Linked DNA regions of Mus musculus: regions 1 and 2 are each linked to region 3. A link is a contact called in public HiChIP or PLAC-seq and promoter capture Hi-C data. All regions are on one chromosome and are shown on one strand. The core of a region is the stretch at or near the end of the contact, and the rest is flanking DNA. Distances in the headings are between cores, read along the strand shown. Region 1 overlaps Zic4 (zinc finger protein of the cerebellum 4). Region 2 holds the start of A730094K22Rik (a long non-coding RNA gene). Region 3 holds the start of Tbc1d2b (TBC1 domain family, member 2B).

Region 1 (3,174 bases), core at 74-2,573, 1.1 Mb before region 3:
GGCCAGGCCCACCGGGTATACCGCAGGTCTAGGCAAAATTCAGGAAGGCCAGAACGCACACAAAGCTGGGAATATTGGTTGGAGGAAGGCTCGGTCCAGGAGTTTCTTGCTGCTTGAATTTGCTGCTCTATGGAAGAGAAAATGACCCCCACTCCCACCACAGACCCTCCCAGAAGCCAGAACCCTAAATCTCTGGCTCAGCTGAGGTTGTTTCGAAAAGGAAAGGGAGAGGTGTCTGTGATCTTAGCAACTGAAGGTCCTGGGGGTGATCAGGGGTGCTAAAACTTCTCTAGCATAAGACTGAACACAAGATGAGCCTCTGTTGGCTTTGTGATCGCTTCTTTCCCGGTTTGCAGGGAAGACTCCCTGATATAATCAACAGTCTCCATTCCGCCGTGGCACTGGCGCTCAGATTTAAATAGAGGTTTGCATGTAACCTGCCTTTGGCTTAGGCAAAAAATCAGGCGAACCCGTCTCCCTCACACTGCCCACTGATGGTGCTCACCCTCGCGGTAGTAGAGCTGGTACACTAGGGTCCTCTGGAAGATGTTGCCCGCTGCCATTTTCACAGGACAAGGCACAGTCTTACGAAACATTGGAGATGTATAATGAACAAATCAGTGTCCCTATTTGTCCCCAGATCTCTCTCCTTTGACTCCACCAGCGTTTGGAAAACCCAAACTTTTCTCTCTCCTCCCTCTTTTTATTTTATTTTTTTTCTTCATAAAATAACTTGTAAAAAAAAATCAATTGCAACCTACAAATGAAGGTTTTTGTGGGTTGAGGGATAGAGTTTGAGGTTAGACTTTGAAGATAGAATTCCCTCACGGAGTTGGGGGGGGGGGGATTCTGCTGCCACATATCCCATTCCAATGTCTCGTCGCGTAAACTAGACGAGTATTTCGCTCCAGACGAGAAACGGGGAAGAAAAAAGAACAGGTACCGAGCCTAGACGCATCAGTACCGGGGAGTGAGCAGGCCCCTGGGAGGCCGGGTGCAGGCGGGCCTTAGCGTAGCCCTGCTGCAGGAGGCGCCCTGGGCTCCGAGCGCCACGACCCTCCCACCCCCGCCGCCCCGCCACCCCGCCACCCCTTCCCCTTCCCCTCCCCCATCTCCCCCGAGAGACGCTCTAGGTGGGAGGGTGGACCCTGCGGCGCGGGGCCGGGCCTGGGTCCCGCGGAACGACCCGAGGGAGGCCAGGCTGGAGGCCTAGGCCGCGAGCCTCCCGACCCCGGCTTGGGGCCTTGGCCCCGGTCCTGGTCCTCGGCCCGGGCTTCAGAGCGAGCAGAGCCTCGGTCAGCGCGGGCGCCAAGTTCGCCGGCCTGCGGGGGCCTCTAGGCCAGCGCCATTTTCTGGCACTTGTGGCTGGATCTGTTTTCGCCCTGACTCCGCCCCAGAGCGGCCCGGGAGCCGGGCCTGCACCCCCCTCGCCCTCCGCGAGGGCTGACTGACTGCGGGGGAAAAGTGGGGAGAGCCCGGGCCCCGGGGGTTCCGGGAGGCGCGCCAGTTTGGGAGGTTGACCGGGCGCGCGCTCCTGGCCCGCGTCTCCCCTCGCCGCCCTACCATTGTTCCCCGGTCTCTGTCACAGCCACAGAGTGAAACCTTCTTCACCCGCTGCCTCCAGAGCCAGGCCTGGAAGTCACATTCGGGAGAATCTCAGCTAAGAAATCTGCTCCTGATCGCCGCTTCCGCGACTCAAGGAAATGAAACGCCATTAATATTTGAAAAGGCAATTATTTTCCTGTTGAATCGAAAACTGTCTTCATGAATAATTTGTAGAGAGTTCTATTGCCATTTGAGAAACATTTTGTTGCTGTTTTGCCTCCTCCTTTTCTTCCCATTACTTAGGAGGTTTGAGGGAGACACCGGAACAGGGAAGGCTCTATGGTTTGGTTTCTTTCTCTTTTCTTTCTTTCTTTCTTTCTTTCTTTCTTTCTTTCTTTCTTTCTTTCTTTCTTTCTTTCTTTCTTTCTTTCTTTCTTTCTCTCTTTCATTTTTTTTTAAACCCAAGCTGTAATGAATTAGGACAGAGGCCGAAAAGAACGCGCAGAATTCTGCCTTGAGTCCAAGCAAACCTGAGAGCCAGCCAGGCACACTTTTGCTTCTCTGATGTAGGTCGATTACGCTAAGAATTTAACCATTTTCTGCTTCACAGACTTCAAACAGTGGGCCGGCAAAGAGCAGTATAAGTTTGTTTGCTTCAAAATCCCTGTCATTAAAGATGAGTTCTTTCTCCAGCCCCGGATTGCGCATCCACTTTCCCGGTGCTGGCAGCCAGCCTCTGGAGCAGCTAGTCTGAGGTCTGGAATCCTGGTCTTACTTATTCCTCTGTCCCTGGGGATATAACTCGGGAAGAGAGGGGACCAAAGGGATGAGAGAGAGTGGGGGGAAGAGCTCATAACGTGCTTTAGAAAGCCGTACAAGATGTTTGCTGACATGCTAGGGGAATAAAGAACAAGAGCCCAAACTGGACTTTGGTCTTGCCTCAGCCTATGCCAGTGTTCTACCACTAAAACCTCATGGAGAAGGCAGTTTGTGGGAAGATTTAGCAAGCTTCTTACCGGGTACTGCAACTATCGGGGACTTGGACTCTGAAAAGGGTTGCTGTTCTAACAAGAATTGTAGAAAGGGAAGCTACCGCCTGCAAAACTAGAGTACCAAGATGGAATTCTTCTGATCTCTGCATCATTCTTCCCATTTCCCGCCTCCAAGATGGGGGAGGGGAGAAGACGCTGACTTCTTAAACTTCAAGCGAGGAGGGGTGTGTGTGTGGGGGGGAGTAAGGAGAGTCAAACGGTGGCTGCTAAACTAATTAATGTAACTTCACAGGCTGTTCTGAAAGTGTGAAAACTTTCTTCTTGCAATTGTATTAATTAGATGCTTCTGGCCAGAAGAGTTCAACTCCCAGGCTCCTTCACCGAGCTCCTTTTCTTTCTGTTAACTAGAGCTAACAGATGTGGTTGACACATGTCCCTATTTCACTTAACAACTCGGTAAATGACATTTAAGACAGTGGGTCCCGTTGGGTCTCTACTAAAATAAGAATGAGGGTTACCAAAAAAAGTCCCTTCTGTGGAGCTAGCAACACAAAAACAAGTCAAAAGTAGGCCCCCAAGGCTCATAAATCCTAAAGAAGGTATTAAGGGTCAGATGACCCCTCAGTCCAGGTGATGG
Region 2 (3,292 bases), core at 114-2,613, 1.1 Mb before region 3:
TGACTATCTTACGATATATTAGAGTGTAACCACATATTTTCAGGAGATACTAGAGGGTAATACAAGCTTCCAGAAACACATGGAGAAAACATGACCAGAGGTTTTTTAAAAAGCCTTTTTAAAGTTCCACTTTCTTTAATTTGCTTCAACAACTTATGCTGAGACACGTTGGAACCCAGATAGGGAAGACTGGCCACGAAATCCCCCCAAAAACTTGTGCCTAACAGATTGAGCCTGCCGCTGGAGAAGTTGCAAGCAGGACAGGAAGGCCAGTGGCTTGGTGGGTTCGGAGGCTCCCTGGTATTTACTGCGACAAAAGGGGTGCTTTCCTTTCATTAGAGCCTCATCAAAACTCTCTTAGGGGATGCAAGACCAGGAAGGACTTTTCTTCCCCGGTCCTTCAACAGATCTCTCTAGCGGGTATCCATCGATGGGGGAAAATTCGCTTTTGCTGTAGTTCAAAGTACTGCAGGTTGGAAGTAGGTTGAGGCAAGGAAATCTGAGCTTGCAAACTTCCAATCACCGGCTTCTACTGCCGAAGCCCTGGGGAGTGTAGCAGTTCAGAGCCAGCTCCGCACACTGGAGCGCTGTCTTTCCTAGGCAGATTTTGCTGGAACAGCGCAGGGCTGGTTCTAGAGAGCCGGATTTATTATTGGAGAAAACTACAGTAAGCAGTGTTAGGACTCACATCTGTTCAAGAAGTCTCTTCCTCCGTTCCTTTCAGTCCTCTTGGTAGAAAATGGAAAAAAAAAAAAAAAGGAAATTAAACGAGAAAGGCCACTACTATCACTAAATAAAAAACAAACAAAAACTTTAAAAGCAAGAACTCCAGGGAGGGAAACTGTTCTTAAAAAACAAAACAAAACAAAACAAAACAAAAATCTTGAGTTAGGAAATCCTATCAGGGCTGGCCTGTGATAGATTGTCTCTTTCAGTCCCAGTTCTGTAGATTCAGACATTAGTCTTGGACCGGTGGCAACCTACATTTAGGTCCTCCGCACCATGAAGGCCAAAGTTCTTTTGGATAAAACATTTTTTCCCTATCTCCCTAAGAAGTTTTCAGCATTTGGGTCTCATAAAATCTGACCATAGAGATTAGGCAGGCAAAGAAGAAGGGAGGGTAGCTCCTGGCTAGTTAGGTAGAAAGCAGAGTTTATTTCCCCCAGAGGCGGGTCCCGGACAGATCTTCCAGTTCGTGACTCCAGCCTGAAGTTCACCATCACATTCTTTTCTTTTTCGGCCCTAGTTTTTGGAATCAGTACAAACCAATGCTGGCCCCAGTGAGAGTGAAAGGGAATCAAGTTGCCTGGATTCTGGCTTGGTTTTCTAAGTTACTCACCCCACTGTGGCCTTAGAGACTACCCTCACTTTTGTGTTTCCAGACTTGGTTGCAGTCTGGGAGCCAGTAGTCCCCGAGTAGCGGAAACTCAACTTTCCTGGGGAACCACAGACTAAGCTCCCTTCCTCCCTCCAGGGGTTAAAGGGGCCTTTGCCCTGGGCTCCCAATACCAGCCAGCCCCCTTCTCCTGTGGGTGGGGGCTGCTGGGGACCTGACGCAGGCAGAATGGCGGCTGACGTCATAGGCTGATGGTCGCAGGACCCTTGCCTGGCCGCAGCCGTCCCGCTGGGGCCTCGTTAATTTTCCTTCCCGCACTGGACGCACTGGGCGTAGCAAAGAAAGCGCAGACTGCTCTGGCTGCAGGTCCTATCCACCTTTTCCCTTGGGAACATAGCAGGAAAGGAAAGAGAAAGAGATTCGGTTTTTCAAAGCATCGAAACTTAACTTCTCACTTTCCTTCCCGTACAAGTAGGTATGAAACTTTCTACCTGGTTTGAGGGGATATTGGTTTTTGTAAATGTGGAAGACTCATCGGTACCATTTCTCGAGAAATGTCGCCAGGGACTTCAGCACCCCTGTAAACTCAGACTTTCTGCTTCTTCACCTAGAGTCCAGCTTCTTGGCCATTCGGCCAGAGCTTTAGCTGGAGCTCCTACACAGTTCTGCTTGATCGATAGAATGACTAGCCGTCCTCCCGTTCCCCCAGAGACATAGCCAAGATAAACAGGAGAGCCTTGCACTTCGGCTTCAGGAATAGAACTTTTTATTTGTAACATCCAAAGTAGGTTTTCTTTGTAAAAGCGTTTGTAGTAACTAATCTAAAACAGAATATTATATTAGTTTAAGCAGCAACTTCAATCATTCCATCCGTTCAAGTCCCAGTACCGATGCGTTTTCAGCAGGGCCACTCATGGAGAGGCCTATTCTCTCTTGGGTTCGTTCCTCGAAGTGGGCAGAGGGAAGAAAATCATGCGGTTCACAGTGCAGTGCCACAGGTGACAGAGAAATGATTTTCTGAAGAAACAGCTAACTGAAATTAGAAAAAATGCAAATACACACACACACACACACACACACACACACACACACACACACACGAAAAAGGCACTTTGCAAATCCAAGTGATTTGAATACTGTTTGTCATAATGAATTTCTTTGAAATTAGATAACTGAATGGAAAACCTTGCATATAAAAAGGCAACTTAGACAAATCTTTACTTGTTGTTGAAAAATAGCGGTTCTTGACAATACAGGATCATCCTCACGATTAAAAATGTAAAATGTATTTATCCAGTACTTACAGGATCAGAATACCAAGCCACTGTAGTTATAGCAATGCCCAGAAAGGTACCATCCAAGGCAAATGACTCAAACACAGAGAAAGACAATAGTCTGGGTTTTAATATTGTTTTCAAACTTTCACAGTACTGTAGACTTGTTTTCTGTCAACATTCTGATAATTTTATTGAACATTTTATTTGAAATTAATTCGTTTCTTAGCCAATAATTATTTGGCAACCACATACATTGATCTACAGAAATATGCAATGCTTATTTTTATAAAATGAGCAGATCAAAACATTTATAAGATTTATGTATTTTTGAAGGAGATTTTGGAGAGTTTAAGTGACCACCTTAAGTAAATCTACAATGTTTTACAAGCAGGCTTCAAATGAAACAATGTCTTGAATTATGTACTTGAAATGTTTAAAAAGGTTTGAAAGAAATGTTATTTAGGGTAAATAAAAGTAACAGAACAAAGGCTCAAGGTCAAAACTACTTCCCCTCACTGATCATTTTGTAATTTTTTTTTGTAATTTTATAGCTTGAAGTAGCTCATATCTAGACTTTTAATTAAAATTCCAAAGCCATGTTAACAGGATTGGGAAATAGTTGGGAGAAGAGGACAGTAGTTCACCAGCACTCACTCAGTAACTTCAGTGTTGCTATTTT
Region 3 (3,262 bases), core at 334-2,833:
GGTTGGAGAGATGGCTCTGCAGCTAGAAGCACTAGTCCCTCTTGAAGAGGTCTTGGATTTGGTTTTCAGAACCCACGTGGTAGCTCACCATTATCTGTAACTCCAGCTCTATGGGATCATGCACCCTCTTCTAGTGGTATATTTGATATGTCCTCACAAATATAACTAGAATGTCTACTTCTCTTTGGGAAAGGTGAGCTTTGTACTCATCCTTCCTTCGCCTGGAATGCTGTTCCCCTCCTCAGTCTCTAGTTACCGTTCCCCCTCCCATCTGACGTAGGTCTCTGCTCACTTCTTAAGATCTGCCTCCTCTGACCAACCTACAAAAGTAGCTTACCTTCATCTTCCTTTACAAACTCCATCCTTTTACTATGTTTTGTTTTGTTAAGCACTTAAAAACACCTTGTGAGGTTGTTCTGAGGGTTCAAATAAGTTGATACAGGAAGTACTAGGAAGCTGGGTGGGGCTAGCACATTCCTGTAATCCTACCACTTGGGAGGTGGAGGCAGGAAGATATCCAAGGCTCAGTGCCAGCCCAGGCTATGTGGAGAGAGCTTGTCTCAGTCCTACATTCCCGACACCCTCAAGTAATCACTGGCAAGTGATGTCTTATAGTTAGGGTCTCTATTGCTGTAATAAAGAACCATGACCAAAAGGCAGGAACCTGGAAGCAGGAACTATGGAGGACTGCTCCACACAGCTTGCCCTCTTATGACTCGCCCGTCACTGTTTCCCCAGCCTGCTTTCTTACTTCATCCAGGACCACCTGCTCAGGGGTGGCACGGTCCACAGTGGGCTGGACCCTCCCACATCAATCATCAATCAAGAAAATGCCTCCCAGACTTGCCAGCTTCCCCCCCCCCCCAATTAAAATTCCTTTTTCCCAAAGGACTATAGCTTGGGTCAAGACAACAAAACACTACCAGCACAGTGGTATTTTAAGCAACCATCCTTATTTCCAGGTCATAAGGGCATTTGTGCAGCAAAACAACTTCTATTTGTTTGCCTTTTAAAATGTGTGAATTATTGTTGTGCTTTATTAGAATATAATCTCCATGAGGCTAGGAAGTCACTGCCAAGTCTCCAGTGTGTGAATCCTACACAGAACGCCCTCCATAAATTTTTTTTCATTCAGTGAACAAACCAGGATGTAGAGAGGCAGTACATACTTTGGCTTCCATTCACAAACTCTACAAATATTTACCGAACACCCACTCTGTACCAGGCAACAGGCGCTCTCATTTTCGTAGTATGAGCCTATGACTGGCTGGACACGGATTTTAAAATCAAAGCTTATTCGGAGTTCAGGGCAGTGTTAAGTAGACTTTCCTTAGTTTTTTTTTAGAAACCCACTCGTGGAATCCACGCTCGCATAAAGAAACAGAACTTTTTCTCCCGGGATAGGGCGGACCTTGAATGCCCAAAAAAACAACTAGTAGAGGACGGGTGGAGCTAGCCTGGATCGCTAAAGAACCCAGGCTACCCACGCTGCGGGGGCGCGGCGGGGGCGGGACTACAAGTCCCAGGCTGCTCAGCGCGCCACGGCCCTGCGGAGGGCGCGGCGCGGGGAGGTGGGCGCTGCGGCGGCGGCCCGGAGGAGCGCGGGGCGGGAGCGCGGGCGCGGGCGCCGGCGGCAGGCCATGCCGGGGGCCGGGGACGGCGTGGAGGAGAGCTGCAGTGGTGGTGAGGGAGCGGTACCGGGAACAGGCTCGGAGGCTGGGGCGGTGGCGGGACGGGAGCCCTCGCGGCTGTGCGGCTACCTGCAGAAGCTGTCGGGCAAGGGCCCGTTGCGCGGCTACCGCAGCCGCTGGTTCGTGTTTGACTCGCGCCGCTGCTACCTCTACTACTTCAAGAGTCCCCAGGACGCTCTGCCGCTCGGCCACCTGGACATCGCCGACGCCTGCTTCAGCTACCAGGGCCGCGATGAGGCTGCGGAGCCCGGAGCAGATCCGCCCACACACTTCCAGGTGCACAGCGCCGGTGCAGTCACCGTGCTCAAGGTGGGACGATCGCGCCCCGGTGCCCACTCGTGTCCCGTCAGCAGATTTCCCCCTCCACCTTCCTTCCTTGTCCCAAAGGCCTCCTCCTGTCCTGCCCAAGCCTCTCTTTGCCACTGCCTACTCTGATTCCTTCCTCATTCTTATCTTTTTTTGCCCTTTACCTGTGCTTGGACTATGAGGCTGAGTCAGGGTTGGGGGTTACACAGCTAATCTTTTGACACTTTGACCCATTATCTCCCGATACGCCTTTCCTCGCTTCCCTCCTGTGTCCACGCTCACCATTCCTTGGATGCTGTGGGAGACCCTCCCACAGTTGCAGGCTTCCACCCTCCATCCCTGCCTAATTTATAACTCCTCCTGTGACCTTGGGTCCTCTGAAAGACCCCTCTGTGCTTCAGCTGCCTGCTCTGTAAAGTGGGGACAACAGTATTGGGATTAAGTGGTTTCCACTCTCAAGTGTTTAGTAAATATGGTACATTGAGTGCTATAGCCAGAGGCAAGTGATACCAGGGCCCCGGGAACTAATTTGCCACAGCCCCCTCTAGAGAGGTCGGGGTACTCCAGCAGTGCCCACTCTTGCTTCTTGGAAAAGGTGGGAGGGGTTGCTTCAGCTTATGGGAGGCTTCCTTAGGCTTCCCCAGAGAGATTTGAGTATTGGAGGCTTGGCAATGGTCACCAGTCCCGGGGCAGCATTTCCCTGTTGCTGAGAGTTCTAAAGGCCAGGACCTTGACATCTCCTAGGAATGGTCCTGTTTGGAGCACCCAAGGGCCTGGACCCCTGGCCTAGGGCTGGGCTGCCTCTCACTCTGGGCCTTGCTCCCCGCTTGGTTCCCTGAGTCTCCACCCTCCTTTTTCTGGCTTCTCTTCCGTCTTGCAAGCTGGGCTTTCTCCAGAGCCACAGGGCTGGGCTTGAAGCAGCAGCCCTCTCAAAGCTGGCCAAGTGGAGAGTGGCCTTGTGAGCATGCAACTGTTCCTGAGCTCTGCAGACCGTGCAGCAGCTGGAGCTGTTCCCTGAAGCCCTTTCTCAGAGCTTTGTCGACTCAGCAGAGTCTGACTGGGGGAACAGGGGTGGAGGGGGGGGGGATGCTGTGATGTTCCCCCCCACTAGCAGATGCATAAAATGTTTCTCTAAAGGAAGCCAAGCAGGCCTGCAGTTCAACTTGAGGTAACTCAGTGTCTGTGTAAACTTGGGACTGGCTCCCAGAGCGTCCACAGGGAGCTTTGTCAGAGGCAGATGCTTGCCCTCTGTGTACATGTGGACC

What was found. Promoter capture Hi-C pulls out the DNA fragments that hold promoters and counts their contacts. HiChIP or PLAC-seq counts read pairs in DNA pulled down with a chosen protein or histone mark.
Region 1: an H3K4me3 HiChIP or PLAC-seq map of neural tube shows a contact between it and region 3, with 5 times the contacts expected there. The contact joins the enhancer-like site here to the promoter of Tbc1d2b in region 3. A contact is called at or near these places in 4 of 39 promoter capture datasets (cranial neural crest, embryonic stem cells, hippocampal neurons and 1 more), 5 of 115 datasets of contacts at active chromatin or transcription factors (embryonic forebrain, embryonic hindbrain, embryonic stem cells and 2 more) and 1 of 9 other capture datasets (embryonic stem cells).
Region 2: a promoter capture Hi-C map of stem cell-derived epiblast-like cells shows a contact between it and region 3, with 4 times the contacts expected there. The contact joins the promoter of A730094K22Rik here to the promoter of Tbc1d2b in region 3. A contact is called at or near these places in 3 of 39 promoter capture datasets (cranial neural crest, hippocampal neurons and stem cell-derived epiblast-like cells) and 3 of 115 datasets of contacts at active chromatin or transcription factors (astrocytes, embryonic midbrain and forebrain).

What each region holds. Positions count from the first base shown.
Region 1 is chr9:91,379,815-91,382,988 of GRCm38.p6, reverse strand. All of the region lies in intron 1 of Zic4 (zinc finger protein of the cerebellum 4), which reads right to left. Among named protein-coding and RNA genes, the nearest start is that of Zic4, 3.4 kb to the right of the region's middle. Within about 2 kb of position 1,323, at least 77 of the 459 cell types and tissues checked have an H3K27ac peak or open chromatin away from gene starts, as enhancers often do. A contact at or near this core is called in embryonic forebrain and stem cell-derived neural progenitor cells, where this site is marked.
Region 2 is chr9:91,349,299-91,352,590 of GRCm38.p6, reverse strand. A730094K22Rik (a long non-coding RNA gene) reads left to right here and starts at 1,363. Exons shown (of 2, transcript XR_379700.3): 1 at 1,363-1,807. All of the region lies in intron 1 of Gm40546 (a long non-coding RNA gene), which reads left to right. It overlaps Gm40545 (a long non-coding RNA gene), which reads right to left and starts at 1,425. Exons shown (of 2, transcript XR_870994.1): 1 at 1,340-1,425; 2 at 102-728.
Region 3 is chr9:90,269,090-90,272,351 of GRCm38.p6, reverse strand. Tbc1d2b (TBC1 domain family, member 2B) reads left to right here and starts at 1,583. Exons shown (of 13, transcript NM_194334.2): 1 at 1,583-2,000. The coding sequence starts at 1,641.